2 separate regions of the Sus scrofa genome follow, and region 1 is linked to region 2. A link is a contact called in public HiChIP or PLAC-seq data. All regions are on one chromosome and are shown on one strand. The core of a region is the stretch at or near the end of the contact, and the rest is flanking DNA. Distances in the headings are between cores, read along the strand shown.

Region 1 (6,525 bases), core at 3,921-6,420, 250 kb before region 2:
CAAAATGTGGCCCAAGGGTGATCACACAGACAAAGGTGGTACAGACAAAGGTGGCTTTCCAGCCAGAAGGGAGCTCATGAGCAATGAAGACAGGCCTCGTCAGAGAGAAATACGCAGAGGGTAGATGAAGCCAGATGCTGGGCTTGGGACAGGCAGCTATGCAGGCAAGGGCAGCTGGCAGCTGGCTGAAGAGCACCCTGCTATGGTAGCTCAATGGTACCAGGAAATTGGGGTTCATCGTCCCGTGTTGCCTGTCCATTTAATGAAATGCTCCAACATGGGGTTTAGCTCTTCTTGGACCTAAAGTGTCGGCTGTGGAAGCCCCGGAACTTGGCACAAGCAGACAGATCAAAAGTCAACCCATAAATGTCCTCAACTTCTGCTCGCAAGAGCCCAAACCCGTCGCAGAACCAGCCCTACCACCAGCCCCCCTCCCTCTGGGGAGGAGGAGCTCTCATCCATCCCGGGAGACGTGTGGGGTCTGTGATGAGGGCCTTCGCCTTTGCCCCTTCCCTCGTGAAAGCCGAGAGTGGAAGAGGATCTCGGAGAGACTCCTTAGGACAGACGAACGGGTGGGAGGGCGCGGGCCAGAAGGGAGGTGAACAGGTGGGAGGGTGCGGGCCGGAAGGGAGCACTTGCCTTCCATTTCCCAGTTGGATTCCTGACCAGACACCGCACTTGCCGATCTGTTCAGAGGGGAGGAGAGAACGGGAGAGAGCTGGTGGCGGGGGATGGGGGGGGGGGCGGTGGGAGAGGCAGCCGCACTCACATCCATTTAGTGTCAGATAGGCACGGAGTTCCTGGGGCCAAGTGCTGGGCCGCCAAGGAAGGTGCCTGGGCTGGCGCCCTCTGGGATCCCAAAGGGGGCCCTCAGGATGAGGGGTCCCCAGAAGTACGAGGATGTGGGCTACACCGCCAATGGCAGAAATTGGATTGGACATTGTATCTTTTATGTTAAGGACCTGGACAATGGGGCCGGCTCTATGGAATTTAAAGGTTTCAAAGACAGCCAGCTCTTCTAAACCCGCCTCTCAGACAGCAAGGCGGGACAAGCAAAGAAGACGAAAGATGCATCGCCCACCACTGACGGAAGGAGAGCAGCTGGTTCAGTAGAGATGCTCATCCTCCCCCAGCTGCATCCGTCCCTTCCCCAGGAGTGTGGTTCGGAGGGAGAGGGGAGAGGAGGCATTTTAGAGCTGACTCCCGCTTGGAGCAGGCAAAACCCTCCTTCAGTCCTGGGTTTGGGGTGGAAGATCTTCAAGCTTATGGAAGAAACGGCGCAATGACTGGAGGCCTTCCTATTCAGAGCTGGAAATAGTTGGACAAGGATGACTGGTGGACTGGAAAGGGGACAGTTGGACTCCTGGGCACCCTCATGGGGTACAGACTGGGATACTCACTGGGCGTCGAGTTAGGACAGCTGTGTCCTCCTGCTGTGCTGGGGACCTTTCCATCTTCAAAACATAAAGTCCTGGGTCCTGGGAGTGCCTCCTGTTGGGGGCGATCCCAGCTGGTGGCTCACCCCGTCCATCAGCCATCCTAGAGTGACCCTTGCCAAAGGGAGCTTTGGCCCTCGGCATGTGACATCTCCGAGGGGTCGAAATGGGCCAGAGACCTCGGCCAGTGGGGCAATCACACGTGGGCCCCTGAACGCCACACTGCAACGTGGCCAGCGAAGAGATGAGAGGAAACGCTGCTTTGGGGCTCTTCGTCGCCAAAGTTATAGATGTATCAACAGCGGCCGGAAATCAGCGAACAACACCAAACATCTACCTAAAAAGTCCAGGCTGGACAAAGTGTACAAAATACTCAATCTGAAGTTCAACAGAGAGATTCTAGCAAGCAGGTATAAAGAAAGTGGACTCATTAGCAATTGCAGGGCCATGTCGTGAACTTGTCTTCACTCGCCGATAAGTAGGAAATTCCATGTTATTCGTGATTGATATTTTTGAGGCTCAACTGAGGCATTGCACAATACAAGACGTTTTATGGGGCAGTAGGGGAGCCAACGGCTTCTGCTGTATTTTCCTATCCTTTCTCCCTCATTTCAAGACAAGCATGTTAATATCACTCCAAGGGTCGTAGCAGCTGGTTGAGTAATGTGAGAGTCGAGTAATATTAGGAAAAAGTGGATCAGTAATGGCCAGACAACGAGGGGCAGAGGGAGAGAGAGAATGAATAATGAAGCCTAGCTATGGGGGTGTTATAGAATTTACAGATATTTTTTCTATTTTTCTCCCACAGAGTTAGGAGGAGAAAGGGTAGAAAGGTGGGGGAAGAAAAGGTAAAAGCAGGGAGGAAGAGTCATCAACAGCCAAGCACCTCATCTACGTAGAATTTAAATATATGGCAGTTGGAACACTCAGAATACACATAAGAATAAGAAGCAAGCAAATACGCTTTTCCCTGTACGCTACGTTGTTATAAATAACAGCAAGTGGCAACTTTTGTATTGTAATTTCCATAAACTTGTCCACAAAGGTTTTCATATGTAATTAGAAACACACCAGAGGACTGGGTATTTCCCTTTTGTGGTTTACAGACCACTGGACAAATTTATCTTCATGATAAGTCTTAGAGGAAAACCAAAATTTTAACCATAACGTTTTGCCATTTTCTTCCCTTGCATAAATCAGAGTTGACACAAATAATTGACACTATACACTTTGTTAATTTCTCTGCATTCTTGGGTGTGGGGCAATTCTATGATGCAACCCTGGACAGTTCATTCGATTTTATAGTTCCTCCTCCCTCAAATTTTCCAGTAACAGCAAGAAAAGCATAATAAATCGAAGTTACAAAGGGCAGCTATTCTATGGACCTAGTCTCAGTACTGAGTAGCTCATGCTCACTGGGAAAAACCATGTCTCAGTATCTTCACCGCTATTCGCCACAACCAAAGGTCAGGTAACGCTCTTCGAGCCCTAGAACCTCTTTTGTGGGTCCCGCTGCAGCTGGTGTTGACCACATGGTGCCCTCCTAGCACTGGATAGTCCATCGTTCTATGCTACAGCCACTGACTAATGCTAGATTCCAAGATGAAGCAAAAGTCAACCTTCAAATTACATGCTGAAGGAAGAAAGATTTAATTTAGGGCTGGAAATCAAGCCCCCCCCCTTTTTTTTGCTTTTTAGGGCTGCACCCACTGCATATGGAGGTTCCCAGGTCAGGGGTTGAATCGGAGCTACAGCTGCCAGCCTCCACCACAGCTACAGCGACGCCAGACCCAAGCCACGTTTGCGACCTACACCACAGCTCATGGCACTGCCAGATCCTTAACCCACGAGGCCAGGGATCGAACCCACAACCTTGTGGTTCCTAGTCAGATTTGTTTTTGTTGTGCCATGATGGGAACTCTGGAAAGCAAGCTTTTGTGTTTTTGTTTTTGTTTTTTTTTCAGTACCCTTGACTTATTGCTGGGTTTTAGACAGTGATGACTGGAGTAAAACAGACATCTGAATATTATTACTAACTGTAAGAATAAATGATAAAGTGAAAGTTTCTTTTTTTCTAAAATTAAAAGAAAGAAGGTAAATGTGTAACCTCTTAATTGCCTTTCCACAGGAAGACACTGAAATATTGAGGGCTGTTTTTAAAAACAAAACAAATTTCCCCCCTTGGGGCATGACATTCAAGCACATACAATACTGATGTTTTTTTTTTTGGTTGCACCCACAGGGTGCAGAAGTTCCTGGGCCAGGGGTCAAACTCAAGGCACAGCAATGACAAGACTGGACCTTTAACTGCTAGGCCACCAGGGAATTCCCTGATTTATTTTCTAGGAGATAGCAAAGGTCTGTGCACCAGAGCTTCTTTCTCCTGCATGTAGAAATTTTTTTCTCCTGAGTATTTCTCAAGAGCAGCGTGGGTCGTTATGGATTCTGGCTGCAAAGGGTACAGAGCATCCCAGTAAGAATAGGTTTTTAAAAAAATGTACCAACACTGTAAGAGTTCCCCGTCCCTCGGTCCCAAATCACTTAGGTTGACCAGAAGGCCACAACATGGGCTCCACCTAAGTTACTGGATTCATATGTGAGATCTTCAGATTGAAAGTTGGCCGTGCTGAGCTCAAAAGTGAAGACCCCAACGATGTGCTTGGAAATGTTTAGAAAGTGAAAATGGGGAGTTCCTGTTGTGATGGAGTGGAAACAAATCCGTCTAGGAACCATGAGGTTGCAGGTTCGATCCCTGGCCTTGCTCAGTGGGTGAAGGATCTGGCTTTGCCATGAGCTGTGGTCGCTGATGTGGCTCAGGTCTGACGTTGCTGTGGCTGTGGTGCAGGCCAGCAGCTACAGCTTCAATTAGACCCCTAGCCTGGGAACCCCCCCTATGCCTCAGGGGTGTGGCCCTAAAAAAGACCAAAAAAAAAAAAATTCAAGGGGGAATGCAACTGAAAAACAGAAATATGATTAATACCATTCAAAGCGACTTGTATTCTGGACAGTTTGGGTCCAGGTCATGGGGCCTGTGGACCTGGGTTGTTTGAGCAGTTTCAGGGCTTTGCACACAAGTCATTGCTGATCTCTGACTCAGAGCACACTGAATTATCTGAAGCCTACAGAACTAGAAACTAACTACCAGGAAACTGGCCACTTTTGTCATATCCCAACAACACTGAGCCCCAGCGGCCACCACCACTGTGGACATTCCCTCTTAATGCAAGGGGGTCACTACCTTTGAAAAGTCCCTGTATCTTCCCCCCAGGATTTCAGTAAATCAAGCTCCTATGAGTGATGAACTTTCTTCTGATTCGTTACTTCATTTAAATCGAGGATTTTTCTTGGATGTGCAGAGTGGCCAAAGAAAGAACACTTGCTTAAAGTTGACAGAAGAGGGAGCCATTGCGCCTTTGGCATAACAAAAACTCTAGTTCTCCCTTTATGTAACAGGGCTTTTTGTCTATTTTTTTTTGTTTGGTTTGGTTTTTAAACAGCTCTTAAAAAATTTTTTTTTTATTAAAGTATAGTTGATTTACAATGTGGTGCTAATTTCTGCTGTACAGCAAAATGACCCCATCATTCCTACACACACACACACACACACACGTATATACATATATACATTCCTCATCTTATCTTCCATCATAGTCTGTCCCAGGAGACTGGCCAGAGTTCCCTGTGCGCTACAGTAGGACCTCCTTGCTTCTCCATTCTAAATGTACGAGTTCGCCTCTACTGTCCCAAACTCCCAGTCCACCCCCCGGCCTCCCCCCTCTCCCTTGGCAACCACCAGTCTGTTCTCTGTGAGTCTGTTTCTGAAAAAAACAGCTCTTTCTACAGCTGCGCGTAGCAGCAGATGTTCTCGCTGTGAGGTTTGGGCACAGAAAGCCCTCTGAGGCCCAAGCACGTCTTGTCTCCAAAACGCCCACCTACTCCCTTTTTCCATATTAATTACACAGAACAATCCATGATTCTTATCACCAGGCACCCTGGAAGCCTGCATCATCCCTTAAGGGTAGAAAAGAGAAACACAGGCAAACTAGAAAGAACGTCATGGAAATAAGGTCAAGAGCCGGTAAATCCAAACGTTGGAAAGGAAGCAACCTGTGAAGAAGGTGGAAACAGGGCGGAGGGAGGAAGATAATTGGCTGAAAAGTAAAAGAACAAACGAACCGATTTCCCCATATCCTAACGGTTCATGTACTCTCGTTCCATATGCAAAACATTAAGTCTGATGGGCTTTATTTTTTCCATCAAAACAACTTATTTACAGCTTACAGATGCAAGGCCAAAGGGAAAAGACCCCAGAAAGCACCTCACAGCTTTTGGGTATTTTCTTTTTCTTTCTTTCTTTTTTTTTAGCATGCATAAGTTTGCCTTAGGAGAAAAGCTGGATACACATAGAGCTCGCCTAGCGTGTGTGTCCTTTCTTTCAAGGGTCATCCTCTACCCAGTTTTTGTCAGCTTTGGTTGTTCTTATAAATATTGTTATCAAGAGGGTTCCTCTGGCATAAAACTATGTTGTCATGATTAGATCTGGCCCACACTTGCATGGATTTAAGTTGTACACTGAACTCAGAAGAATAAGACAGGACTTTAAAATTGGCATGATAAATTATTTAGTGACAAATATAAAAGGACATCGCAATATTTTGTGTTGGAATAAGCCTCAGAGTCCAGGACTGATGCCGTTTTGCATATGCACGAGGAGATGCAAAGCGCATGGCGTGTGGACTTTTGGTTACTTTGGCAGGAAAGAGCACCACGGGGCAGCAAATTGTCCCTAGTGTAGAGCCTACGTGTACTTGTAAGCCATAATGGTGACACTGTAAAGCGCCTTCAAATCTGCAGTCATCACACTTTTGCAGTGCTCATGCGGTTGGAATGCACTTCCACCTCTGGCTTGTTGAGAAGCTTGGATCAGATTCTCAGAGAACTTGAGACATTTGCTGCCACCCAGGTGGCTGGAAATAGAAAGCAAATATTTCTGTATGAGTACAGGACCAGTGCATAGTAAGCTTCTAGAAGCATTCTAAATGGGACATCCATAAATATTTAAAAAACCAAACCAAGAGATGGCACCCTT
Region 2 (6,846 bases), core at 3,069-5,568:
AGAGAAAGTGTCACTAAAGATGACTCCCACGGTGAATGGGAAATTGTCTAGAAGTACTTTATCCATATGTTTTTGATCTGGTACGGCAATGATTTTTCTTCCTGTGAATTGCAAGGTTAAAGAAAAAAGACATAAAGGATTGTTAGGGTTTCACGAAAATAAAATGTGATACCCAATTTTGTCATCCCATATTTTCCACTGAAATTAACCCAAATCATTCTCCCTTTAAATAAAAAATTATCTCCAAAAGCAAAAAAGGAATTCTCAGGAGACATTCGATGAGAATTGTTTACTTTTAACAAAACAAGTGGTAGGGTGAGTTTTAGGTATATAAAAGTATGATGCCAAGATAAGTTTGCAAATAGAATTGGGGTACAAAAATAGAAGTAATGGCAGCAGTTATTATGTAGTCTGAGGACTCCAGATTTTAGGTTTACTAAAACAAAGGCATTTCATATGGTCTTTGTCTTACTCAGGAACCAACATCACAAAGTGACTCTAATTCTAATGGTCAGCAATGTCACCTATTAGAAATCAGGCACTAAGAGTAGACAGACTGTACCCAGTTGCCCATAAGTGCAGTAAATGTTTTGGTTTCATCAGTTACATAGAGACCTCATTTAGAATGAAGACTTTTAGAGATGTGTACAAATTAAACTATGTGTGGGCAATCTTTAGATATCCATCCTTATTTCTCATAGTTCTGAAATTATTGTTTAATAACCATGACCTCATTTGTTTTATTTATATAGTTTTTCTTATATTTATAGTTTTTTACATTTATGAGCTACAAATCTTAATCATTATATTTCCATGTTAAAAACACCCACACTCACCAATAGCATATTCCTCCTAGATATTATTCTGTAAATCTGAAATTATAAATCTATCATTTTAGTTAAATTCCAATAGAAATGGAGGCCCATCTACACTGGACCCTCATCAAGGTGGAAGAGTTTAAAAGGCTGTTATGAGAAGAAAAAAAAAAAACCAAAAAACAATTTGTATGCTATCTTAAAACCAAGATAATTAGCACAACGGATAACCTCTAACTTCAAATTAAACGTATACATTTTGTCAAAAAGATATAAAATAATATCAGTAGTTATTTTTGCCATTAGTTCACCTACCTTTTAAAAAGGGAGCAAATGCTGTCTTATTCATTATCTGCTGGGTTATGTCAGAGATCGGTGTATATACAACATCCATAGAAGAGCTATTAAATTTATCTACCCTTCCCAGATCTTGAGGAGGCATTTCAGGAAAACGTACATTTTCTTTTATATATGAAAATACACCCATATAAAGTCCTAAAAGTATTGGGAACCCCCATTCCTATAAAAAAGGAGAGTAGATTTAGATTATATTCCCTTAAGGAACTCAGTCAACATCAATTGAAAGACAAATTTCAATTTTCCATAAAGTTGGCTTCTCTTTACTCTCCACTCTTCAAAGCAAAGGGAAGCCAGGTCAAGATATATATGGAGATAGTTGTCACATCTACCACTTTCTGATATGAGAACTGAACCATTGCATTTAAATCATGAACTCCTACAGAAGCTGTCATAGAAACTAAGAGGAAGGCTAACAGGATGGCGATCCCCAAATGCATGGACCTCTGGCTCTAGGGTCTATAAGGCACAGAATATCCCAGATGGAGTTCATGGTGGCAAACAGCAACACTTTTGTCAGCTGTCACATCCTTGTATTGGAAGTCAAAACAAATGAGAAGGAGCTGAGTGTGGAGACCGTCCAGGGGCTCAACAACATTAGGGAATCTCTTCTGGCTTGGTGCAATGCTGGGCTACCCTCCCAGTCTCTGGATGAATGAAGTGGGACCAAATGATGGATCCTGGCCAATGAAATGTGGGCAGAAGTGACAGGCATCACTGCGAAGCCTGCTCATGGAACTCTGCACACCCTTCCACTGTTCTCTCTGTCTTGGTCCTTCTACTTCTGCATCTGACTGGATGCAAAGGATCCAGCGAATGTCTCCAAGGTCTCGTGAGATGGCAGAGTCCCTAGATGAAGAAGCCTGGGTCTCTGAATGACTGTGAGGAGAAGTTTCCTCCACCTACCAAAACCACCCGACATCCACTGGCAACCTTATGCAGACTGTTTTGAAATTTGGGGCTTTAATGTAAACTGTCCATCAGTGGTGTTACTCGGTCATAATCCTTGGAAATACTCTGTGCAGAAACTTCATGGCCTTGAAAAGAAGCCCCTCAAGTTCAAATTCCTCTATTTCTGCTGGACACTAGTTTTATTATTTCTTGACTCTAAATGTATTACCCATGATAAGAGCTTTAAGAGGGGCTATAACTTACTATACAATTACATTTTCAGTTACTCTCCTTTTTAAAAAGTATGAGTAATACTTTCATTCTTTGCCATTCTACATTATTTTTCAGAGACGGCTGTGAATCTCTCAATTCAACAGGTACACCTAGCAACAAGCTCACAATCAATAAACCCAATCTGCTACTTCAAATGTAAAACAAGAGAATCACGAGGCAATGAAATACAAGCATAGTGATAACTGTGTAAAGAGGCAAGCTGGCAAACGTACCAGTAAGCTTTCTCTTTTCATTCTCCATTTCTTAAGAAAGTTCTTGCACAGAAGTGCTTGGGTTTGCTGGTACACACTTTTCTGTTTTATACGCATCTAGCCTGTTCATTAAACAAAGAGAAAGTACACGCAATGGAGCATAAACTAGAAAAATACCTGTAAGAAGAAATACCTTGATCATATTTTGGGGAGGGATATTTTCTACCTTTAAGAACTGCAAAAAATGGATTTAAAATATGAGTGCCATAATCAGGATTGTAAAATTTTACGTCAGATATACTCACTGTAAGTGTTTCGGGAGATGAGTAAAGGTGAGGAAGAGGAGAGACCCGTTCCCACGATTTTACAACATGGAGTGGTACCAGGGAAAAGCTGTCCTTAGATTTCAGAACCTGTAAGACACTTCCCACGTTGACACTTTCTAACAGAAGTTCAACTACATGAACGGAGTAACTACACTCTATATTTCATCGGCATAATAATTATTTTTGTTCCTTACATTTAAATAGAAACCCCAGAGCTCATCAGATTACCACAGACATTCTGATTACTTAACTTCATCGAAGTAATTGTTCATTAGAAGCAGTCCCAATAGAGTCCTTTCTTTTGGTATTTACCTTCCGGAGTGAAAGGAACAACTTTTATCGAAAGAGGTAGGCCATGGGATAACAACTCCGACTCAAAGGACTTGAAACTTGATTGTGATACACAAGAATAATAAAACAATTTATCTCAATGTTCTGAATTCAGAAGTCCCTGAAAAACTGAGGAAACAAACTACAAAGTAGGAAGAAAGAAAGAAAGAAAGAAAGAAAGAAAGAAAGAAAGAAAGAGAAAAGAAAAGAAAAGGAAGGAAATCACATGGAAAAGTAATTTTGCTCAAATGTTTGCAAATAAAGTGGCCATTTTTTTCAGTTCCTACAGTCTCAAAATTAAACTCTTAGATTCGCATATCAAAATATTCAGACAATTCCCCCTCAGCTAGTACACAAGCAAATTTTACTGTTTTCCTATTGTGTGTACACAATAAAAGTTGTCTGGGGAAAAATAGAAACATTCTGTCATTAGGTGTCAACAAAAAAACACATACATCTTTGGAAACATCTGAAACATACATTAATTTTAGCAAGGTCCACCCACATATTTGGCATAGCACACGAACAGAGAGCTTTACTTACTGTCGGGAAAATGAGAAATAAAGACAAAAGCACTTGAAACACTGTCAAAGCACAGTTGTTTTCGCCTAAGGCAACAAATTAAAATTTCTTTATTGCCACTTCCTCATTTATTCCTTAAATGAACGCTTACTCACTCGCAACAGTTCTTCCCCAGGCTGGTTTCTGAGAGGGGATGTAGCCAGACCAAGCTGCACATGATGAACTTGTTTTGTTTTCTCTCTGTTCTTCCCTAAGCCAATTATTCTGCAGGGAAATGACTGTTCCGTGGTTGGTTGGGAATAAAACAAACCCTGTGTTTGTTCACTGGGCCTTTCAACTCCAGGGATAAGGGGGAGACAGTAAACAAGGAAAATGGAACCAGCCCTTCAGACAAGATGAGACCAAGATGGGAGAAAGGGTAATAAATGAGTAACTAACCAAAGTAGTTAAATTTGTATGAGAAATCGTTAGCCGTGCTTTTCTTCCTCCCACTACTAATGCCTAAACACAACCAGCATTGATATACTGGACTGACTTAGACACACTTCAGAATTTGCTGAAGCTGAACTTTTTTTTTTTTTTTGCCTAAAAAAAGCTAAGCCACCCATTGTCTGTCTTGGAGAAACACCTAAGTTGGACAAGTGAACAATTAGGAACAAATTTCTTTCTCCTGCCCACTTGATTGTGGATGCAGGGCTTCATAAGGCATATGAACAAGATAAAAAGTAAGCAGATTACTAAGGCCAAAAAAAACCAGAATAAGATTCAGGTCAATTTTTATACATGAACACTAGAAAAAAACTGAAATGTATTCAATTCCCACTGCATCGTCTATCCCTGTAAAGAGTTACAAACTTTTCTTGACCTGCCAAAGTAAATCGCAAAACAAGACACCAAAGTCCATGAATTGGGAAATCGCAAATATTTGACATGGCTCCCAATCCCCAGATGTTAATCATCACAGAGCTGAGAGACGTTCCAGAGAAAAGAAGGATAATTTAAAAAAACTTTAAAGCCATGGGATCTTGTCTACACATCACTCTCCTCAGTAATTCTGTCTTCAAAAAGGGTCAACAGTGAGGTAGTACATGCCTTGCATTTTAAAAATTGGCAAAAACAAATTAATCAAGATGTTCTGATGTCTCATGGAAGGCAGGGTAGACTGGACAGCTGTAAACACTGTTTAAATTTTGTACCAATAAAAGGTCAATGGGCCAAACAAAAATCCTTACTTTCTTTTAAATCACTGGAAATACAGATCCCGTTTTTATTAATTTTGCTACAGTTGTTTTAGACCCTCTATATTCTATTTTCAGAATCCTTTTCACTTTGCCTTTCTTACAATTGCATTAAGACTTACAACTAGAATATCAAGAATTCAATGTATTTTACTAGTTTCCCTTCTCATCGTGGTTTCATGTGTTCTTTGTATTCCTCTTTCTCGACTTTTTATTCTGATTTATTTTTATGGGGGGGGATTTCCTTATTTAAAGCTGAGGATTTCCCCACAAAATGAACTAATGTGATGAGGAAGTGAACCTCCAGCACATTGAAATAGTAAAATATATCTAATGCAGAAGTTAAGATGTATAACCAAATCTTTAAAAGGAAGAAGGAAAAAAAAAAGGAAAAAGAGTAAGAATCAACAGAAAAAACAAGGAAAAATGAAGGCGCAGTGCCAGAAGTTAAAAGTGAAAAGGGAAATTAAAGCCAGAACTATGAGTGATAGATCAGAAATACAATAATCCAAAGAGGTGTTTCAATACCTCTGTGACCTGGGCTCGGTCCTTGACAGGTTATAAAGCTGGATTTGATATATCTGCATGAATCGAGAAACTTCACAAGATGGCTCAGTGCTAGACACAGAGAATGGAAAAAGCTTCACCTGTTACCCCAAGGAAAAGTAAGGATACATATTCTTTGCCCAATCTCTAGTTAAAAAATATGTATTCTCCATAGAAATGAAAATCCCAAGTATGTACAGCATATGTCAGGAGTAAGACACGGGAGAGAAATCTGAATTTATTCTTCCTGCATAGCAACATGCCTAAGAATAATATAGCAGCTAGTGCTATTATTATTTGGCTTTGAACCTGAAGCCAAATTCAGGTTCAAATTCTGATTCCACCAAAGCTGCGTGACTTTGCGTAATCTATTTAATCTTTTTCTCCCCTTAAGTTTTTTTCATCCATAAAAATGGAGGTAACATTGTGTGCATATATACATTTAATACATACAGTAATTTGGGAATTAAATTCATTAATATAAGTATAGAAGAATGCCTGATCCAGCAATTCCACTTATGGGCATATATTGAAAAAAATGAAAACACCAGATCAAAAAGATGTATGCACCCCAATTGCATTATTATTTGCCAAGATATGGAAGGTACATAATTGCCTATCAACAAATGAATAGATAAAAAAGACTGATGTGTGTATATATACACACATATACACACATATATACAATGGAATATTACTCTGCCATAAAAAAGAATTAAATTTTGTTACTTTCAAGAACATGGGTGGAACTGACAGATATTACACTTAGTGAAATATGTCAGACAGAGAAGGACAAATATTATGTTATCACTCATATATGGAATCTAAAAAATACAACGAATGTAAAAAAAATGCCTGGAAAATTATAAAAACTAAAAAAATGTTACTTCTTGTTGCTGATACTCCTTCTCTTCCTTCTCCTCTTCCCTCGTCTTCCCTCTGCCTCCTCCTTCTATTCCAAGAAAGCAAAAACAACTCTACAGAAATATGTCCAGAATTCAGGGCACAAAGCAACAGAGTTAAAAGCAAATATTCCTTTTGGAAGCTAAACTCATAATCAGAAGTCCACCATCAAAGACTATCAGCAAACAAAAAAATGGGACTATTAGCAATCTCAAATACTGAAGATAATAAAAATTATGACAGAGACTACAAAATATATAACTAAAATGTTCAAGAGGCAGCATACTTTAGTTAAAACAGGAGACAATGAAAAGGAAGATTAACAGGAAAGTAACCCATTAAAATTTATAGAAATTTAAAGAGATTAATATTAACTAAGATTAAAAACTTAATGGATAAGTTTTACAGCAGAGTAGACACAGATGAAGAGAAA

The links. HiChIP or PLAC-seq counts read pairs in DNA pulled down with a chosen protein or histone mark.
Region 1: an H3K27ac HiChIP or PLAC-seq map of skeletal muscle shows a contact between it and region 2, with 11 times the contacts expected there. The contact joins the enhancer-like site here to the promoter of ABCA6 in region 2. A contact is called at or near these places in 6 of 47 Hi-C or Micro-C datasets (epiblast stem cells, heart right ventricle, liver and 3 more) and 1 of 2 datasets of contacts at active chromatin or transcription factors (skeletal muscle).

What each region holds. Positions count from the first base shown.
Region 1 is chr12:11,473,121-11,479,645 of Sscrofa11.1, reverse strand. LOC110255980 (a long non-coding RNA gene) reads right to left here. Exons shown (of 3, transcript XR_002337050.1): 2 at 1,401-1,787; 3 at 1-686. Among named protein-coding and RNA genes, the nearest start is that of FAM20A, 130 kb to the left of the region's middle. Within about 2 kb of position 5,170, at least 23 of the 83 cell types and tissues checked have an H3K27ac peak or open chromatin away from gene starts, as enhancers often do. A contact at or near this core is called in skeletal muscle and subcutaneous adipose tissue, where this site is marked.
Region 2 is chr12:11,222,540-11,229,385 of Sscrofa11.1, reverse strand. ABCA6 (ATP-binding cassette sub-family A member 6) reads right to left here and starts at 4,318. Exons shown (of 36, transcript XM_021068088.1): 1 at 3,882-4,318; 2 at 2,854-2,971; 3 at 2,570-2,670; 4 at 1,131-1,335; 5 at 1-101. The coding sequence starts at 2,665.